Linked DNA regions of Gossypium hirsutum: region 1 is linked to region 2. The links are chromatin contacts, called in public Hi-C maps. All regions are on one chromosome and are shown on one strand. The core of a region is the stretch at or near the end of the contact, and the rest is flanking DNA. Distances in the headings are between cores, read along the strand shown.

What was found. A called contact is a pair of places that touch in the nucleus more often than the background predicts.
Region 1: a contact with region 2 is called in a Hi-C map of leaf, with 1.7 times the contacts expected there. The contact joins the promoter of LOC107891753 here to the promoter of LOC121209842 in region 2. A contact is called at or near these places in 4 of 34 Hi-C or Micro-C datasets (callus and leaf).

Annotation. Positions count from the first base shown.
Region 1 is chrA11:94,152,326-94,155,123 of Gossypium_hirsutum_v2.1, forward strand. LOC107891753 (nucleolar MIF4G domain-containing protein 1) reads right to left here and starts at 1,389. Exons shown (of 12, transcript XM_016816643.2): 1 at 1,126-1,389; 2 at 289-1,048; 3 at 133-200. The coding sequence starts at 1,218.
Region 2 is chrA11:93,611,667-93,614,461 of Gossypium_hirsutum_v2.1, forward strand. It overlaps LOC121209842, which reads left to right and starts at 1,280. Exons shown (of 4, transcript XM_041081560.1): 1 at 1,280-2,123; 2 at 2,288-2,381; 3 at 2,699-2,776. The coding sequence starts at 1,947. The coding sequence ends at 2,733.

The sequences.
Region 1 (2,798 bases), core at 139-2,638, 540 kb after region 2:
ATTAATATAACAACCAATTATATTTACTCAGAGTGAGAGTGCATATATAGCTTAAATCAATTGCAGTAAGATTCAGAAGGCTTGATATGAAGTCTATTGAAACAAAAAGCTATAGACAGCATAGCAGCATACACGAAAAATTGAGGCCATTTCTCCTGTAATTGATTCCACGTTAGATTCAGAAAGCCTATTAAGAAGACCTGGAACATAGAGAAAAATAAGTGGCATGTCAAATTCCAAAAACGAGAAGTGAACTTACTAAAGTTCATTAAAAGTGAATATCCATACCTCGTACACGTCTGCGCATTCGAGTCTGCTCCTCTGATTCATTCTTTGTCTGGGATCTCAAGTGAGGAGCAACATATTTCCCGCTGCTCTCCATTCCAAGAGCCTTAGTTGAAATTTCACCTGACGCTACCTCTGCATTGTGGCATTCAGAATGCGGGGTAACAGAAAGGGCAGTTTCACCCACAATGTCACTTTCTTGTCCTTGCAGCAAAGACTTCCTCTTCTTACGCCTCTTTTGTGAAGGTGCCTTCACAGGAATTTCTTCCACTGTTGTCTCTGAATACTCCTCCCCTTCGGAAGCTTCATTAGTTGAGTCATCTCCAATATCATCTTTGATAGCCTGCTGCACTGACTTTTTCTTTTTTCGTTTCTTACTTAAAGAATGGTTCACAGCTTCCTCATCAGAAAATCCTTCAAATAAAATATTAAGCCCATCATCATCTCCCCTTAATTTACCACCCTTCACCTTAAGTTTCTTAGCAAGTTTCTTCTCCAATTCCAAGTCCTCTTGTGCAAGCATGTCCGAATTTGGCATCTCCATTTCAAGATACTCCTCGAACTTGGTTTTCGATGTTCTTTTCAAATCCTTCTTCGCTTTAGCTATCTTAGATTCATTAGCATCATGATCTTCCTCAGACTTCAATTCACTAACTCGTTGAACAATATCATTTTCTTTAACAAGCTGCATTCGTGAATTCTTTATTTTGTTCCCCTTTTTCGACTTTAAATTCCCTGCTTTTCTCTTCATCCTCAGTGATTTCTGTAATCATAGAATTAACATCATATAACAGAGAGTGACCTTAGTTGTCCTACAATTTTTTTCCTAATTGTTCTCACCTTCGTTACCAGGACTCGGCAATCTGGGTGCAGGACCTGTGTCGACACTACCCGACACGGATTCCGACACAGGATACGGGTCAGATCCAGCATAAACTAGCGGACACGGCGGTGAATGCAAACTGAGATGAGAAGAGAAGAAAACAAAACTGATTTACGGAGACGAGACAGAGAAGAGGGACGATGGTAGGAGGAAGATGATAGAAGAAAGAGGAAAGACGGTTCAAAATAAATGAACAAAAATGTAGGGTTACTAAACGCTGTACTCTGGTGGCAAAAAAAAACTTGTACCCTATATTATATTTAGGTTAAACTACAAAAATAATCCTATATCTTTGTTTAAGTTTACGTCTTGGTCATCAATGTTTCAATTCTAACAAGTAGGTCACAGGCGTTATCAATTAATAACAATTTGGTCACTTTCCATTAGCAGCCATTAAGTGTTGGACAAATACATAGCTGGCCCATCAAATGGTGACGTGGCTTTCATGTTATTATCACATAATTTAAATATATATTTTTAAATTTTTTTCTTATTATTTTTCTTCCTTTTATAACTCTATCCACCATTGTCGAGAGCTTCTATCAAAGGCCACCAAAATGAAGATCTTCATTCTTCAAAAATCTTCATCCTCATCAAAGTTCATTTAAAAAACACAGTTCTTGTTATTTAAGCAGCCTGAAGGTTAATTACTGAAGACTTGTCAATATCCAGTTTTGAGATATCAATTACTTCACTTGAATCAAGTTCATGTCGAACTGGTTGCAATAACAATCAACAAAACACATATATTAATAGAATTGAAAGCATTGTAATTTTGAAATTATTATTACCATGGGTGTAAGACCTGAAATTTACGATTATTGGAAAAGTGCATTTTCGAGTCATTGTTCTAGTAAAACGGGTTCATAAATATGTATTAAAAATATTTACGAAGTTAATTGTGAGGTTAATTAGGTTTTGGCTAGGCAAATTAGCTTGAATTAAGGTTAATTTAGTGTAAGGATTAAATTGAATAAAACGTGAAAGTTTAATTGTAGAATAAAGAAAAGATGAGGGACTAAATTAGCAATTAAGCCATAAGTGCCAAGTGTGTGGTAAAAATAAAATACATATGTATTAAATAATATACATATACATTTGTAATAAATATATGTATTTACTTTTAATTTAAGAAATAATTATTTAGTTAATATAATATAATCTAATAAAACATAAATTAAATAAAGAAATAAAGAAACAAAGTTAGAAAAGAAATAGAATAGCCAAACCAAAAACAGGGGAGAAGAAAGAAAAGAAAGAAAGAAATGGGAAATAGGGGTTTCAAGGTTTAAAGCTTAATAGCTAACGTTGAACCGGAAACATTGGCTAAAAAGGGAAAAGAGAAAGTCAACAACGAGTGACTCAAAAAAATACGGTTTGTATTTCTATAATCCGAATTTAATTATTAATTGTTGAATTTTGATTATATGTGTATGAAAAGATATTAAGGTAAGTATTAGTGTTTTGATATTGAATTGAATGTATGTGAAATTGTGATTAATATGAATTTGAATATTGGATAATTGTGGTGTTGAATTGAATAAAATGGAATTGAATTGAGTATTATTTGTTATTATATTGATACTGAATTGAGACTACGATGATTTGTGACTATTGTGAAATTGATATT
Region 2 (2,795 bases), core at 30-2,529:
AATGTTGGTTCTCTCATGGCTGACACGTTGGGTTGGCCATGCAAACACCTGTTGCTCTCACGTGCCTACATCTCAATTTTATTATTTAGAATTTATTTTTATTTTTATTTTAGGAATGCAGTTTTCTATTTTTAAAATTTTAAAGTTTAGATTTAATTGTTATGTGTTTAAAAATTTTCTATTAAATTTATTGGTGTTACCTTTAAAAATTAAAAAAAATGTTACATTAAAAATAATGGTGAAGACACATTACATTTTCAATAGAAAATTTAGACTCAAATTTTAAAATTGACATTGTTGAAATAAATAATTATAAACTCCAAATATAACGGGCATAAAGAATACCAGGAAAATAATAGTAAAAATATTGATTAGGATTTTTTGTATATCATTTCATACTATGATAAAATAAATTTTGTTGTAATGTCTTTGAAAAAATTAACATCGATATTTTAATTGAAAGATATAATAATATTAAATTTCAAGTCCCAGTATAATATAAGGGTATTCAAATTATTTATAAGTAAAAAAAATTTGGAAAACTAATAACATTGTAAAAATATTGTATGATTGTAAAGACCTAAAAAAGCCTCTATTAAAAAAATTAAAAATTTAATAAATAATAGTGAATAAAATCATATTAACAAAAAAAGGTAATAACTTTATTTCTTAAATAAAAATAAGCAAAGTAAAGATTAATGGGGACTTAAAAGATAAAGATTAAAATCCTATTTTAAAATTTAGCAAACAAGATAGCAATTAAAATTAAAGGAAAATCAAATAAATGAAGCTGTGACCAAATTTTGGTCTCCAATTTTATAGAAGAATCATTTTATTTTTTACTTTTTAAATTTGTATTATTTATTAAAGCACTTCAAAGTTAATATTTGTTATTTTTACAGATGTGATATAGTCATGTTAGCAATTAATTATTTTTTATTTTTAAAATTAAAAGATAATTTTTATTTTTAAATTAATTTTTATAATTTTTAAACAGCGGTAAAGTTAACAATCTATTTTTGGTGATATGACAAACAATGTAAATTTAAGAATTAAAAAAAATAAAAAATTAAATGAAAGAGTAAAATGTAGAAAGAATTATAGGCTGTTGAAATAGTTAGTATAGTTAGTTTTCTTTTATGAATTAGTTATGCTTGAGTTGTATAAATACATTAATAGTTGTAACTTTATGAAAGTGGAATATGCAGATACATTTTTAACATGGTATCATTTGAGCTTTTTTTTCTCTAAGTGGTTTGGGCCTCATTTTTTTTGGGCTAGTACCCGTTTTCATTGCTCGTACTTCGTCTAGGGCACAAATCTTCATTTTTTTTCCCATTTTTTTCTATTATCGTGCTTCTTTGATAGCTTTTTCATGGATGATATTGATTTTCATCATCCTTTGTTTATTCATCCTTCCGATACACCGAGAATACTCCTTGTTTCTTATCGTTTGACCGACGTTGAGAATTATACTATCTGGAGTTGTTCGCTACAAATTGCTTTGCTAGCGAAGAACAAACTCGGCTTCGTTGATGGTGTTTGCCTTCGTTCGGCTTATCCTGACTCTCTACATGCTCAATAGGATCAGTGTATTGCCTTCGTGCTTTCCTGGCTTCTCAACACTGTTAGTCCGAATTTGTCTGCGGGGCTCGTCTTTGCTTAGTCCGAATTTGTCTGCGGGGCTCGTCTTTGCTTCTGATTCTGCTGCGATTTGGAAGGATCTCAAGGATCGGTTTAGCAAAGTGGATGGTTCCCATATTTTCTTTCTCCACCGATTAATTGCTCATCTTACTCAAGGTGATGCTACTGTTTTCTCTTATTTCACGCAATTAAAGTTGCTTTGGGATGAATACACTACTCTTGTCTCTTTTTCCGATTGTGCATGTGAGGTTGCCCATCAAAATTAGAGTCACATTCATCAGTAGCGGTTATTTCAATTTTTGATGGGTCTCAATGAGACCTATGCTGCAGTTCGAAGCCAGATCCTCTTAATGCAGCCTTTACCCTTGGTAAATCGGGCATATTCCATGATTGTCCAAGAAGAACTCAAAGGAGTTTTTCCTCTGTTTTGTCGCATGTTCTCGATCCTGTGGCTTTATCTTCCACTGCATCTGGCAACCGTAAGAAATTCACTAGTACCTATGATTTTTGCAAGTTGAAGGGGCATAAAAAGGAGTCATGTTACCGCCTAATTGGATTCCCACCTAATTTTAAATTCAATCGGAAGAAGGCTTCTTCAATTGCTGTTGCTGTTTCCTCTAATGACTCTTCACTTAATCCTCAGAGTGCCCCTACCTTCATTCCTCAACAGTATTCACAGATCCTGGACTTGCTGAATAAGAGTCAAGCTACTACTGCACCTGCTGTGAATTGTGCAGGTATACCTTCTACACCTTTTTCAGTTGACCGTAAATTTTCCTGGATCTTAGACACTGGTACAGCTAATCATATATTTTTTGATTCGAAGAGTTTGCATTTGCCTATTGCTTACCCTCTTAACCCTCGTTTTGTTCAGCTTTCCAATGGTAGACACTCTTCTATCACTCATTTTGGTTCTTTTGCTTTATCTCCTACTATTACCCTTACTGATGTTCTTTGTGTACCCACATTTCACTATAATCTTATTTCTATTTCCAAATTGGCTCATGATTTGCATTGTGTAGTTGTTTTTTACCCTGATTTCTGCCTTCTGCAGGATCTCTCCAATGGCAGGATGAAGGAGATTGGTAGACACCTAAATGGCCTTTACTTGTTTGAGCGTTCTTCTGCCCTGGTTAAGTCACCTAGTTCTC